Regions from separate parts of the Mus musculus genome. Here region 2 is linked to region 1. The links are chromatin contacts, called in public Hi-C maps. All regions are on one chromosome and are shown on one strand. Each heading gives the region's core, a stretch centred on a gene start, on an enhancer-like site or on the middle of the called end of the contact. The rest is flanking DNA. Distances are from core to core; before and after follow the strand shown.

Region 1 (7,812 bases), core at 2,897-5,396:
TTTTGGTGAGCTCCAGTCTCATCATACTTGGGTGCATGCTTCTTTTTCCTCAAGTGCCTGTGTTTTGTCCTGTCTAGAAGTGAAGGGCTTCCCGCCCACTAGCATGACACCGCGTGTGTCCCTGCACTGTGGTAAAAGTGGTGGAGGAGACAGGTGCTTCCTCAGATGTCGCTCTGGCATTCACCTCTCGTCAGGTGAGTGGCACACATCCCTGGGAAGGTTCCCATGGCAGGGCCTGTAGATGTTGGACATGCTCAAAGGGCTTTCTGGCTCTGGACCAGATGCTTCTTGACAACCAGAGGCTCGTGCTTTGAGAGCCCATGTCCTGGGCATTTTTCTAGTGGCCTGTGTGGAGTAGGGTGGGGGTGACTTTAGTGGCTACCAGGATATAGCCTGTTATCTTGCTTATGTATCCTGACAATTCCACGTTCTGTCTATCAGGACTGCAAGAGGCTTACTCTGTCACCTGTGGCTCTTCCTCTCTCAGAAGCAAACAGCAAAAATCAAATGACTCTGCCTTTGGGGGTAATTACCAAACTGTATTCTCGCAGGGGTCACTGTGTTTAGTGGGCTTCTTTCATGCGGTGCTGTTCATGGGGGTGGTTTTGTTTGTTTGTTTGTTTTTATCTGGATGCTGTGAGACTATTGTGGGGTGTTCTTGCCCACAGCTGTGGCATCTGATACCTAACTTACTTGTGGAAATCATACTTACCGAGTGTCCCCTGTGTACTTGGGAGTCCTGTTCAGCCTAAGTGGGTCACCGTATTGACAAGAGGTCCACAAGCTCTGGAGAGAACAGTTTCATGGATCTCCAAATTCCCTCTATCCTAGAGCACTTTAAAGGCCCAATAGGGACTGTACCTGGGACACATGACATTGGGGGAGGTGGCATGGACAGAATAGGGCAAGTGGGATTCTATCTCAAGAAAGAGACCTGAACCTATTCTTGTATCTAGTCCTTAGTCAAGGGACTAAATACAAGTCCAGTGTTTTCTGAAGGCCTCATCTTCCCAGATAAGGACACATTTGCCAATTTATCGTGAGTTTGTCCAAATCAAGAATCACATTATATCTTGATGTCTATATTATAAAGATGTCCAAAGTTTGAAATCCTAAGCAAGATGTCAATTTAGAAATTAAAATGCGCAAGCCACTATACACTGTATTCCATAGAGTAGGTTATTTAATACACTTGAAACTCCATGCATTAATTTTAAATATATATTTTAAAAATTATGTTTATAAGTTGGAGGCAGGCCTTACTTTGTAATGTAACCCCTGGGATGTAGTATGTTGTTCAGAATGGCTTTGAATTCATAATAATCTTCCTGCCTTGGCTAAGTGTTAGGATTATAGGAGTGAGTTTACCATATTTGACTGCATCAATTTATTATTATTATTATATTATTATATTAACCAAAGAAACCAAGGCTCAGAGGAAAAAAAGAGCTTACTCAAAATAACTCAGATAAGCAATAAGAGGGACTAGGATTCCAACTCAAGCAGTCTGAGTTCAGAGTCTTAGGCACTGTCCTTTGCTGTCCTTTCTTATGGATGTTAGGGCCATTATCTCAGTTAAGCCTTACAACATCCTGGCAACACAGGTGCTTAACTATGTGCATTTAACAGATGAGGAGCCTGAGATGAGGAAGGTTAAGGGACATGCTGATGTTTTCACAAATCGGAGGGCTTTCAACGAGAGGCAAGGGCTCCAGCCCAGCATATCTGGTGGGAGACTAGAATTCTGCACTCACTCCATCCCAGATCCCAGAAGTGATAGCCTCATCTGAACTGCCTCAGCCCCCTCAGCTCTGTCCTCTCTGGGAAGCCACACATAGAAGAGACCTCCCTCAACAGTCTGAAGGACACTCTTGTCTTCCTTCTCAGAAAGGACAGAAGTGACCTTATCTTTCCTCTGCCTACGTAGACTGTTTTGGAATCTTTCTCTGTTATATTTGAACACTGGGTCCATCTCTCTTGAGATAGGGGAGGCTCTAGGTGAACCTGTGCAAGGTAATGGGCACTTCATGATCTAAACTGTTCTCGGATCATTTCACAGGCTAGAGGGGTTCATTATCTACAGCCCGTGTAGAGACCCAGCCAGTGGCAGCATACCGTCATCCACTGGGTGTTCTCTTCCTTTGCTATGAGGATAATTTCTCTCACTTATTTCTTTCTGAAGATGTCGTCACCGTCAGGACAAGTGTAACCTTTAAGCTAAATGAAGGCAAGTGTAGTTTGCAAAAGGCCAAGCTGTCTCCCGAGGGTCTACGACCAGCACTACCAGGTATGGAATCAAATGGCTGGTGCAGGGAGTGTCCCTGCATATTGGGTAAGGGACCTGTGACTAGCTGAGTGCAAGCACATGTTAGATGGCCCTGAGGTATTCAGAATCTGCAGGGAGGGACTTTCTTCTCTAGGGGAGGGAGCAGAGCCTGCCCTAACCCTTGTGTAGTTCTGGAGTTATACTTCAGGAGATTCTTTTTTTTTTTTAAAGATTTATTTATTTATTTATTTATTATATGTAAGTACACTGTAGCTGTCTTCAGACGCACCAGAAGAGGGCGTCAGATCTCATTACGGGTGGTTGTGAGCCACCATGTGGTTGCTGGGATTTGAACTTCGGACCTTTGGAAGAGCAGTCGGGTGCTCTTACCCACTGAGCCATCTCACCAGGCCCCCTCAGGAGGTTCTTTGTGAGGTCATTGTTGAAGCTTGGGGTAAACCTTGGAGTTCATGTGAGTCCATGGGGCTTAAGATGGCTTGTGACTGCATTGAGTTGAAGTTTTTAATCTTAGAGTTGAGTTGAAGCGTACACTATGGAAAAAATGTGGTTGACTCAGAAATGAGGGCCTTGATGAACAATGATGGAACATCCAGTGTTCTTGCTGCAATTTTTTTATTCTATATTTTTCATATTCTCTTTCCATTTTCATACTTTTCTGTAACTTCTATTAGACATGTTCTTTTAAAATTTCATACATGTCTACAGCGCATTCTGATTACTGACACCTACACACTCTTCCACCTCCCTCCCATCCCTGTTCCCTCTCCCCTTTCCTCCAAGTGATTTCCCACATCCATGTCTTTTTGTTTTGCTTTGTGACCAACTGAGATTAACCAGGGCCATTTGTAGCTGGAAGCTGTTGGGTTCATCAGTGGGCACACAGCTGAAGAGAATGGCTGTCCCTTCCTCAGAGTCATCGATCTTAGCGTACAGTTCAGTAGGGAGGGGTAGCACCCCAAGAGCCTCTCTGATCCATGGTTGACAGTTGGCAGGCCCAGTGCAGGTAATTGCAGCTACTGCACTATCGAAATTGCACTGGCTGTGTCGTGGCTGGAAGACAGTGTTTCACAGGCCCTCCCCTTGTCTTCCTTCTCTTAGATTCATTATATCCCCTCTTCCAAGATGTCCTCCAGGCCTTAACCAGTGACAGAAGTGTGCTGTTTAGGGCTGAGTCAATTTTTTATACCTTTAAATTAGGAAAGTATTTTTAATTTTATTTTATGTGTATGGGTGTTTTGACTTCATGTGTATCTGTGTACAACATATATATCTGGTGCTCAAGTAGGACAGAAGAAAAAGTGTTTGATGTCTTGGAACTGGAGTTACAAACAGTTCTGAGCCATCCTGTAGGTATCAGGAATCAAACCTAGGTCCCCCTATGAGAATAGCCAGTGCTCTAAGCACTAAGTTCTCTCTCCAGTGTCACTTCGTTTTAAAGATCTGTTTTTATTTTCAATGCTGTGGACACTTGTGGGTATGTATATATATGTATGTACATGGAAGTCTGGTGCCTGCGGAGCCCATGGGTGTCAGCTCTCTCGGGAGCCACCCAGTGTGGGTGCTGACGATCAAACTCTGGGCCTCTGCAGGGATGGTATGGGCTCTTAACCACCAAACTGTCTCTCCAGCCCAGGGAAGTATTACTTAAAAATAGATTTAGTCTAGAGTGTACTTAATAGATTGGACAAGTGCTGAAATCAGATGTTAACAGCAGGGTGGGCTGAGTGCGGGGTGTGCAAGAAGTCTGTGCTTTTCTGTAAATCTCAACTCACTTCAAAACACAAAGTTTTAAGCTAAATACAGTGACTCACACCCGTGATTCCAGCACTTGCGAGCTGAGGCAGGAGACTGTGTGAGTTCAAGGTCAGTCCTGAGTGCATAGTGAATTCCAGGCCGGCCTGGAGCACGGAGCGAACTTTGTATAAAAACAAAATAAATAGATAAAAATAGTTTTAAGGCCAGTGAGATGCCTCAGCTGGTCACGGTGGCTGCTGCCAAGCCTGGTAGCCTGAGTTGATCTCCCAAGACCCACACATGTGGTAGAAGGAGAAAACTGACTCCTGCTAGTTGTTCTCTGGCTTCCACATGTGCTCTCCTCACATGACACATGTGAACCGTGGTGTGTGTACAACTACTCACATAAGCGTACACACAACGTAAATCATGTGCAAATAGTTTTAATGTAGGTATTAGAAAGAAAGGAAAACAAGAGAAGCTTTAACATCCACTCACGCTTTTTTAATATCCAGTTATGCTCTTTAAAAATTATAAAATAGGACCGAAAAGATGACTCAGATGAAGGGCACTTTTCTAAAGGACCCAGCTTCAGTTCCCAGCATCCACACTGGGCAACTCTCAACTGCCTGTAACTCCAGCTCCAGGGCATCCCATGGCCTCTTTTGGCCTCCTTAAGACCTGCACATATGTTGCATATACACATATGCTCCATATACACATATAAAAAAGTAAAAATATGTTTTAAAACTATAAAATATATGTTTGGGGGGAAAGTATAAGTAGAAAATGAATCTGTCTCTCCCTCTGGTCCTGATAGTCTGTTGTCTTGTAATTAAAGTCTATGGCACAGATAACCTTTCGTTCAATAAAGTAAGTTTTAAAAAGACATGGAAATAGCTTGGTGGTGGTGGTACATGCCTTAATCCCAGCACTCAGGAGGCAGAGGCAGGCGTATCTCTGTGGGTTCCAGGCCAGCCTGGTGTACAGAGCAAGTTCCAGGACAGCCAGAGAGGCACAGAGAAACTCTGTCTTGGAAAAACAAAACAAAACAAAACAAAAACCAACCAACCAAATAAACAAACACCCCAAGACGTGCAAATAGATTTTGTGGATACATGTCCTGCTTTGCAGTTTGGTTCGGTTTAGCTTTGTCTATTGAGAGTCAAAAGATTCAGCAGAAGTGCTGGACTGAGAACAGGCAAAGGCTGGCTTAGAGCAAGCATTCCACTGATGCCCTAGATGGTTTCAGAGACTGTGCAGTTCTGTTGAATCTTTGTGCCATTTACTGTTTGTGGCGGTAACATGAGACACACCGTTGATGGCTGCTTTCTCTCCACTTGGGATGGAGTTGCACCGAGGTCAGCTGGATGAAAACAGTAGTGGCTTTCCATCCGTCCATTTGATGCTTCAGCGTCTGCTCTGGCTATCCCAGTCAGCTGTGAGAAAAACCACCATGAGAATGCCCCCACCTTATCCAACTGTCAAACAAAACAAAACAAAAAACAAAACAAAAACAAACAAACAAACAAACAAACAAACAAGAACTGGCTCGGCCCCCCTGGTTCTCATCCTCCGCTGTGGCTGGCCAGTGGGAGACATTCGGCCTTTACCCGTGAAACAATGTTCATGAGCTCAGCTGTAAAGTTACATAGGAATGAAAATGTCCCGGCTTCAGGCTAGGGACTGGCAATGGCTCGCTCGGCATGTGGAGTGAATCACGCACTCCCTAGACATTGTAATGAAATGTTTACTGAGCTCTAGCAAATGCTCAGCTCCGTGCTCTGTCAGGACTTGGCTTCCGATCATTTTGTTTCTCCATACAGAGAGGCACAGCTCAGTAAAAGAGAGCTTCCAGTACGCAAACCTTACATGCAGCCCTGGCAAGCAAGTCCCGGGAGCCCTTGGCCGACTGAACGCCCCTAAGGAAATGTTTATCACGGTTGAGTTTGAACGGGAAACTTACGAAAAGGAGGTGACAGGTTGGTCTGAAAGCCATCTGTGATGCCAGGCTTCTCACAGCTTGTCCCTTCTCTCCTTGCCTTTCACTTCCCATCATTCCTGGGGGTGGGGGCAGAAACTAGTGCAACCACTCAAGTATCCTCTGTTTGATTTTCACCCCACAAATTACACTAAATTGGTTTCAAACCTGATAAAACTTCTTAAAACCCAAAGCTACCATTTGGATCCCACAAATTGTGTTTGAATTGAATGCTGCCCAGGTTGCCAGGTTCCCAGTTCTGAAGAACTTGGGGTGTTGGTGGGTCACTGGAAATCCTCAGTGCAGCCTGAGGACCCCTCACCATGCTGCTGTCTTCCGTTTCTGCAGCTTCCTGCAATCTGAGCTGCGTGGTAAAGCGGACAGAGAAGAGACTGCGGAAAGCTCTCCGCACACTCAAGAGAGCTGCCCACAGGGAGCAGTTTCATCTGCAGCTCTCAGGCATGGACCTCGATATGGCTAAAACGCCCTCCAGAGTGTCAGGACAGCATGAAGAGACCTGTGGAGTGGGACAGGGTCATGAAGAAAGCCAGTGTGGTGAGTAGCCAAGGTGTGATGACTGACAGACCTGCCTGGAGTGCCAGACAGGTGGACAAGGGAGCCAGTGACAGGCCCGGGCCATCCTTCCTTCTCTGGGCTCACCTCGCACTTGCTAACTGCTGAGGTGTAACTTACCCGTCTTTTCCTCATACCTGGCAGGTTTGTTGGCCTGTGGTAGGCAATATTTGTAGGACTGCACAACAGAAAGGAAAATGCAGCGCTGCCTGGTTAGGACAGGATGCGGGCACCACTGAGCCTTTCTACACTCTGTGGTCACAGTTTCTGTCGTTACTATTTTTTGGCTTATTACTCATTCCTGTGCATAGGTTTGTGCAAAGGCAAAACTAGAGGCTGCATAGGTGCCCTGGAGATACCTGGGCCCCAGGCCAAGGCTCCAAGCAGTGTCAATTCCATGGTGTGCTGTTGCTTTGTGTATGTTTTAGAGCAAATATGGTTTCTAAATTCATCAAGGGGCTCCAGGACAAGAGACCCAGGATGGTCGGATATGACATTTTCTCTGTGCAGTTACAAGAGAGACTGGCTGGAGAGCCTCACAGGAGGAGGTTCGAGTCTTCCTTTAGAGTGATGAGTATGGTTGATTTGGTTCTTATCTGTTAGGAATGTGACATTGCCTGCAAACCTTAGATCTAGTGTTAGTCTTCCCGGGCAGGGACCAGCATCTCCTACAGGCAACAAAAGCATGCAGAGGTCTATATTCAGTTGCTTAAAATCTCCCTGGTAGGAGAGACCTCAGGGAGGTAAAGCACACACCATGCAAACACAAGGACCTGAATTTGACCTCTGGCACTCACATAAAAAGCCTGCCTTTGGTAGTACACACTTGGAATCCCACTACTGGAGAGGCAGAGACAGACGATCACTGGAGCTTGCTGGCCCGCCAGCCTTGCCTAATTGGTTTTAGTGAGAGATTCTGTCTCAAAAAATGTCTGGATGTTATCTGGGGAACAACAGCCTAGATTGCCTTCTGACCTCCACAAGTATGCACATGCATGTGCATGCACATATATACCCCACACATACCCTGTGCATGTATCCAAATAATAGTAGTGGGAGTAATAGTAGTTTTTTGTTTTAAGATTGAATTAACAGCCTAATTCCAAAGTCTGTTTCGCTCCTGTGTAAGGTGAAGTTCCGAGAAGGAACGACTGTCTGTTCTTAAGGATCAGTAGACTCTCAGGCTCGAGCAGTGGAGCTTAGGAAAGGGGTAGGAAGTTGACTGGTGTTTCTGCAT
Region 2 (7,897 bases), core at 3,926-6,425, 39 kb before region 1:
GAATATTACTTCTTTCTATTATTATTATTATTAATCTATGGAGAGGATTCTATAGTTTTCCCATGAAGACTACTTAGGCACATTTCATAATATCAAACCATCCTTGCACTCTGAAATATACTACACTTAGTATGACACTGAATTCCGTTTTGTTTTGTTTTGTTTTGTTTCTGAGACAAGGTTTCTCTGTGTGGCCTTGACTGTCCTGGAACTCGCTCTGTAGACCAGGCTGGCCTCGAACTCACAGTAGTCTGCTTCTGCCTCCCGAATGTTGTTTTGGTTTTTGAAGCAGGATTTTATGTAGCCTAGCCTTCAGACTCACTATATAGCCAGAGAATCAGAGGCGTCCTTGAATTCCTGATTCTCCTGCCTCTTCCTACCAAGGACTGTGATTACAGGTGTATCATAACATTTGGGTTGATGCTGGATTCTGGTTGTCTTTTCTCCTTCCTTCCTTCCTTCCTTCCTTCCTTCCTTCCTTCCTTCCTTCCTTCCTCCCTCCCTCCCTCCCTCCCTCTCCCCCCTCTTCTGATAAGATCTTACTTATTTATAGAGTTTATCTTAGAACTTGCTGTGTAGACTAGGCTGGCCTTGAATTCACAGAGATATGTCTACCTGGGATTAAAGTTAAGTGTCACCAAGCTAGGATTCTTGCTTGCCTTCTCTTTCTTTCTTCCTTCCTTTCTCTCTCTCTCTCCCCTTTCCTTTCTTTTGCTATCTCTCCCTCCCTCTCTCTCTCTCTCTCTTTCTTTCTTTCTCTCTTCCTTTCTTCCTTCCTTTCTTCTTTAAAGAATTATTATTATTATTATTTTATGTGTGTGTATATGTAAGCTTGCAGGTGACAGAGGAAGCCAGAAGAAAGTGACAGATCCTCTAGCACTGGAGTGACAGATGACTGTGGGTGCTGGGAACTGGATTTGGTTCTTTGCAAGGACATGAAGTGCTCTTAGCCACTGAGCCACCTCTCCAGCCCCTATTTATGGATTTTCTATTAAGGACTTTTAACAAGTGGCCATCAGTGCCATTGATGGGATTGTGTTTTTGTGTATAGTATCACTGAATTTTGGTATACCACAGGAAGAAATTGGAGGCTCCCCCACCTCAGCTTGGATGTGCTGCCTCCCCACTGCAGCTCCAGTGGCTACCTTCCCAGTGGGTACTGGACCCATCTGAGCCTTCTCTATTTCTTCTGTATAGATCGGCTGTCATCACTCCTCTTGAGACCACTTTTGCTATTTAGAAACCTTGGCTTTTTCTTCCTGTCTCATGATAACCTGTGGTTTTCTTCACTCCCTATTTGTATTGTATAGTATCTATGACTTTCTTAATAAGAAGTCAATAAAAGTGCTTATATCTTACTACTTTTGGGAGGGGAACTGTATTTACTCTTTCAATAAACCTTTACTAAATGTCTGTCATGTTCCTGACCCAGCTGTGCTTGAGGAATACAGAATAAATCAGTTAACACCAGCCTTTATGGGTCTCAAAGCCAAGCTGGGAGGACAGCCAGAGGCCCTGACACTTATGCACTGTGTGCTGACTGCTGTGTGGGAGGCAGAGGTACCTAAACTAGCCAGGGAGGTGGTTTAAGGATGACTCTAGAGTTGGGGGTGGTAGCTTATCCCTTTAAAGCTCAGCACTCAGGCATTGGAAGCAAGAGGACCAGGCATTTAAGTTCATTCTCCACTGCACAGGAGTTTGAGGCCAGTCTGGGCTACCTAAAGACACACACACACACACACACACACACACACACACACACACACACACACACGTCAGGTTATAAAAGCTCCTGGGTGCTGTACTCAGGATGCACTGGTTTACGAATGCTTTCTGGGGAGTCAGACAGAAAGGTCCCACATTTGGTGTTATACCTTGTGACCATCTTGAAGCTGCTAATAATTTCATTTTCGACAACTAAGGGTTTTGTTTTAAGTAGGGTTTCATTATGTAACCCAGGCTGGTTTCAAAACCACAATCCTCTGGCCTCATTTCCCTGAGCACTGGGATTCCAGGTGGGTACCTTGACATTTGGCTGGATGTGTGCTTTGTACATGAGGTCTGGTGAATGATAGGACATGAAGCAGGCACTTGAGATACCTGGACCACAGAGTTGTCACTTGTGGGCTCAAGAATGTTTGCCTGGTGCTTGCGCATGCCTTGATGAATGCACCCCCTTGTGGGGTTCTTGGGCCCATGCTGTCTGAGGAGGCTGTGGAAATAGCAGCTGTGCCACAGAAGAAAGAGAATCTGAATGGGGGCAGTGTGGAGCCTTTCCTGGGCTGTCTGCACCAAGATTAACTCTGGTCTGTGCACCGGAGACAGCAGCCGTGGGCAGGAACAAGGAATGTTTCTAATAACTTATCACAAAACAAAGCAAACTCATGGACCTTCAGGTAGAGCAAAATTCAGGGAATTAGAATTCCCTGCGAGTTTAGAATCGGTGGTGTATACAACTACCATAGCCTTGTAAAATAAACACAAACACACTTAGAAACCAAGGATACATAAGGAGTGTTGCATTACTAACAATTAACTTGTAGAACTTCTTGAGGTTAGTAAGCAGAGGAAACAGGGAATGGAGTGAAGACAGCCTGTGGAGTGGAAGAAAACCTGTGCTCGATGTACATCAGAGTGCAAAAAAAGTGAACCAAGAAATCAAATAACTCCATCAATAAATAGACGGACAGTCCTAAAGATGTGAAAGACAAGGCTCACCAAACAAGCACTGGAGCTTGGCAAATGAATTCTCTAGAATATTTTGGATCAGAGGGAATTACAGGCAGTTGAGGAAGACAACAGGATGCTATGTTGGCTTGCAGCTAACTTCAGCTTGGGGATTAACGTTATAGAATTAGGGAATAAGTGAACGTTCCAGAAACAGGATGTAGGAAGAAGATCCCAAGAAGACAGTAGGGGAGGACTTCTCAGCCAGGTGGGTGGGAGGCCAGCAGTCTGGTGTTTTGAAAGCCTGGGAGGCCTCATCCCCTCAAAGGCTGTTGTGTAGCAGGGACAGACAGACTCTGAAGCCCAGTGATGCCAAGTCTAACCTAGGTATGGGACACTTATGCTGTCTCTCCAGAACGGCAAGAATCCTAGATATTGCCTGGGCCACCTGCCTCTTCAGGCCTGGTCATGGCCTACATCCTGCAGGAGTGGAGGTGACAGGGAGAAGGCGCATTTCAGACACAGTTCCTGTGGGGACCTCAGCTAGACAACAGAGGGCAGAAAGCAGCTAACCCCAGCCACTTCAGGCTCTGACAGTGGTGATATTTAACACCCCCTCCCCATCTTTCCCCTATGGAAATTTGAAGTAAAAAACCATATTGACTTTAATTTCAAGTGTCAGAAAGGTTGCCCAGGAGTCTGGGAGCCGACAAACTCAAAACAGGTTTGTGTGGAAACCAGAACAAACAAAACAGGATTCAGAACAATTTTTGACATCTGAACCAGTTGTGAATTTTCTCCAGGTACCATAACAACAACAACAGCAACAACAGCAGCAACAACAAAATGACCCTTTCAGGCAAAAAGCACTAGGCCTTATTATGGATTTATATTCCTGGTGATACATAAACTTGGAGTAACGGAGCAGGGGATACAAACGACAACTGTCTTTACCAGGCACGAGGGTGCTGGAAGAGGCTACTTAGGGTTTAATGGGCAGCTTTATGTATTTATGTGCTTTGACTGAAGAGCGCTGTGCGCTGTGCCACACAATGGGAAGTTTTGAGTTGGATTTTAGAAGAAATAACTTTGATCATTTCAAAAGCAATGAAGCCTGATGCACGCAGGAGAAAAGAAGGCGGTAATTTATGGCGACCATTAAAGACACTCCGACAAAGGCTGGAGGGAACATTTCACTAAGTGAAGATTTACAAATGTGTTAAAACAAAACAAAACAAAAAAACCCACCCTTCAAACTAGAAATAGCCAAGTGTCTCTCTCAGCAGCAAATACAAAAGGAGTGGGAGGGAGGAGCCAGAGACAGAGAAAGGGGTGGGACCTGACTGCCTTTACTGGAGAGGAAAGGTTAAAGGGAAAACACAGGAAAGTTCTTTTCTCAGAGTCTCCATCCACAGCAGAATACATAACATTCCCCAAAAGACAGGCTCAGCCTGGCCCCTGAGCAGACACAGGCTGGGGTGGCAGACAGCTGCTCAGAGAGCTGAGGTGGGAAGCTGTAGCGGTAGCCAGACCCCCTAGAAGATGTGTGTTCTTGTACATGTGCTAGGTGGGGGGTTTTGGTGAGGTATTAATAATAATAATATCAAGGAGTTAGTGGTGTGAATACACACACACACACATATATATGTGCAGTATATGTAGTAATGAAGATGTATGTAAATATTCACAGGAGAAAATGAGTAAGAACCATTCAGAGAAATCCAAATTCATATCTCTGCGTATGGCCTTCTGTTTCTTCCATCAAGGGGTCCCTAAAGCATTTGTTCCTAGAATGATGCAGACTGTAATGGCCTCAGTCACCGGAGCCTGGAAAAGATGGGAAGGCCTGGGCGTGGGGAATAGGTGCTGGCCATGGCCTCTATTTGCAGCTCACCATTTCTGATATTTATAAGTTCCTGTGGGTCATAGATACCCCAGGACAAAGTTTGTGTGTGTGAGGGGGGGAGGGGAGGAGAGGGGGGAGTGGAGAGAGAGAGAGAGAGAGAGAGAGAGAGAGAGAGAGAGAGAGAGAGAGAGAGAGAGAGATCGTTCTCACATCACAGCTTCAGGGTGACTTTGGAACTAAGGTATCAGCGAGGTCTGGCTAGGGCCAGGCTCAGGCAGTCAAATGTGTAATAGCCTGGGCAAAGCAGCTGGGGTCACTCAGATAGCCTTGTTCTGAGTCCTCTTGTATGTGGAACCCCAAGAAAATGTTGCTGGAGGGGTGCTGGGCCTGGGGTCCCATTGTATGGGTACTCTCCGAGACACTCTCGGGGCGCCCTGTGACTTCTTCAGTTTGGAAGGACCGGGTCAAGTTGGAGGGCACTGGGCACAGGGGAGCCAAGACTCCGCGAGCGAGCGGGAGAGCGAGCGCAGGGCTCTGCTGACAGCGGCTCGGGCCACGGCGGCCGCGCCCCCTCCGCCCCGGGCCGGGGAGGGGCCAGACGGGCGGGGCGGCACTGAAGACCGTGTGAAAATGAGGCCGGGGCTCCGGGGCGGGCGGGGCCGGGGGTGTCGCGGGCGCAGAGGCCGGGAGCCCGCACACGCCTCCCCGCGCCGCTGCCGCCGCAGGCTCTACGCGGCTCTGCGCTGCGGCTGCCATGGGGGTCGCGGGTTGCGGTCGGCCTCGGGAAGCCCGGGCGCTGTTGCTGCTGCTGCTGCTGCTGCCGCCGCTGCTGGCCGCCGCCGTCCCTCCCGACCGGGGTCTCACCAACGGGCCGTCCGAGGGTGAGTGTGCAGCCGCGGGGCGCACCTGGCACGGCGCAGGACAGGGACTCCTGAGTCCCCTTGCCTAGTCTCTCGATCCGGAGAGCCCTCACCCTCTGTCCCTGCCATCGAAGGGCTGTTGACCTTTCCCGCCCTGGTACCTATGTTTTTTGTTTTTGTTTTTTTCTTTTCTTCTGAAAAGGTTCTCTGAGAGTGCCTGTTGTCCAGTATCTGTTGCTGAATGGGACTGGGGCCCAGGGTCCAGCCCCCCTTGTGTGGATGGGGAAACTGAGCTCGTGGCAATTTGGCCCCCTTTTTTCCTTTGGGGCTGATAAGTTCTGCTAGCTCCAGGATGAGCTGCGGAGACTTCTGTGGGCACGGAACTGTTACTGTGCCAAGACCTGGAATGGCCCTAAACCTCCAAATTTGGAGCAGCCATGTAATAGAACTCTGCACAGTCTACTTTGACTGAACTTAAAATTCTTTCAAAACTCGTTCGCTTTTATCTTCATATCCAGGAGTGGTATCGACTCTGGAGATGCTTTGGCTATGGTGGGTTTGCAGGTTGAGAGAACTGGCAGGGTTGGGGCTGGGGCCTCTGGGACACTATTCCTACCTTGCACAGTCTGAGGGCTCAGGATGCTGTTTGCTTGAGACCAGGGAAACTTCCACCCCCACATCCCAGACTCAGAAAGCTGAGAGACAGCTGTCTTGGCGGTCTTCTGGAACTTTCTAGCCAACTCTGCTCTTTGTTCCTCTCCCTTAGCAGGCAGTCTACTATATTCTTATATGCCAGGCACGGTGCTGGCTTGGCATCAAAGAGCTAATTCAGTTGTCAGGTCACGGTGGAGAGACAGGTGAGGGTGGACAGGGACAACCCTGCATACTCTGTGCTCTGAATGAGCTAAATACATGGGAGCCTGTGGTGGGAACATCTACCTGACATTAGGGGATCGTGGCTCACTTCCAAGAGGAGGTGCATCCACAATCTGAACTGGGTCTTGGAGGCCAGTAAGGGCAGCCTCCTTACTTGGCTGATTCCACTTGGAAGAGTGCATCTGGAAATTGGCCTGGGCATGGTATCCTTTATCCCAGGGTGTCGTAGCAGTATGGGGGTGGTTGGAGGAGTGGAGAGGGGTGGGCTTGGGGGAGGTGGAGAGAAAGAGAGAAAGAGAGAGAGAGAGAGAAAGAGAGAGAGAGAGATCACTCACAGCGTGGATAGCATAAAAGGTGCTTGCTGTGTTCTTTTGCAGATGTGGATGAGTGTGCCCAAGGGCTCGATGACTGCCATGCTGATGCACTGTGTCAGAACACACCCACTTCCTACAAGTGCTCTTGCAAGCCTGGCTACCAAGGGGAAGGCAGGCAGTGTGAGGGTAAGTGATTTGGGCAGTGGGTAGGTGGGCAGCGGGGAAGCGGCCACCTCCTTAGCTTTTGTAGCTCCCGTTGGCTAAATGACTCCTCCTATCTTGAATTCTGCCACCTGCTTTTTGAAATGATTTTCAGATCCTCAAAGGGCTGGGACATTGGGTCCTTTCCCGAATGGTTACAGTTTTCTCTGGCTCCAAACGTCCTTTTGTGTGGCTCCTGGAAAAGGAAATGCAATGCTTTGCTGCCTTTTGATTCCACTCACCAGGAGAGCCAGACAGAGCTTCAAGGACCCTGCCTCCCTAGAGACTAAGGACTGGAGTTCTGCTTTCTGCTGTCTCTGTCTGTGGTTTTGGGCTGACTGATTATGGGACCTGCCAGGCTTTAGAACTCTACCCAGGCACTGCCTTATTTGAGTGGCAGGTTGAGTCTGGAAAGATATATGCAGAGGGAGATTTTAGTTCTTCAGCGCTGCAGACCTGAGATCCTGAAGTCTGGACTCTGCCCACTAGGGATTAGTTCAGCGACTGAATTCAAGCTCAGAACTGAATGGAAACTGCTCTCACAGGAGAAAGCAACATGTTAGCCCTGACAGGGCTCTTCAGGGAACTTTGGGTCATTTCCATTGCTCGGTTTTATGGATGAAGACACTGAGGACAGGAGACTGGAGGCCATAAACACTTGATTAGTGTTTGGGTGAGGTCACAGCCTCACCCCTGCCCCAGCTCCTGGTCCCTCACTCAGCCTGCAGCTGCCTCTCTGGTTGCACAAGACATCCCTATAGACCTGAAGAGAGGTATTTGAGCTCAGCTCCGATGCTTCTTTCTGCCTCTGGACCCAACCTTAGTGAGCATATTGGAGGCCTCTTTCACTCCGAGAGCTTTTAAACTCTTAAAAATTAAAGCCGGGCAGTGGTGGCGCAGGTCTTTAATCCCAGCACTTGGGAAGCAGAGGCAGGCAGATTTTTGAGTTCGAGGCCAGCCTGGTCTACAGAGTGAGTTCCAGGATAGCCAGGGCTACACAGAGAAACCCTGTCCTGAAAAAAACAAAACAAAACAAAACAAAACAAAACAAAACAAAATTGAGCTTATCTTCTGGTGGAAGTTGATCTGAACCTCTGCAAATACCAAACCTACATAGTAAGGTAGGAAGTCTT

What was found. A called contact is a pair of places that touch in the nucleus more often than the background predicts.
Region 2: a contact with region 1 is called in a Hi-C map of uterus. The contact joins the promoter of Scube2 here to the enhancer-like site in region 1. A contact is called at or near these places in 2 of 39 promoter capture datasets (embryonic stem cells and hippocampal neurons), 1 of 15 datasets of contacts at CTCF or cohesin (the G1E-ER4 cell line), 4 of 484 Hi-C or Micro-C datasets (nephron progenitors and uterus), 2 of 115 datasets of contacts at active chromatin or transcription factors (both in embryonic stem cells) and 2 of 9 other capture datasets (adipose tissue and pancreatic islet).

The regions. Positions count from the first base shown.
Region 1 is chr7:109,823,510-109,831,321 of GRCm38.p6, reverse strand. Scube2 (signal peptide, CUB domain, EGF-like 2) reads left to right here. Exons shown (of 22, transcript NM_020052.2): 12 at 78-194; 13 at 442-525; 14 at 2,183-2,287; 15 at 5,848-6,003; 16 at 6,351-6,557. Among named protein-coding and RNA genes, the nearest start is that of Scube2, 38 kb to the left of the region's middle. Within about 2 kb of position 4,146, at least 8 of the 459 cell types and tissues checked have an H3K27ac peak or open chromatin away from gene starts, as enhancers often do. A contact at or near this core is called in uterus, where this site is marked.
Region 2 is chr7:109,862,957-109,870,853 of GRCm38.p6, reverse strand. It overlaps Scube2 (signal peptide, CUB domain, EGF-like 2), which reads left to right and starts at 5,175. Exons shown (of 22, transcript NM_020052.2): 1 at 5,175-5,394; 2 at 6,627-6,749. The coding sequence starts at 5,268.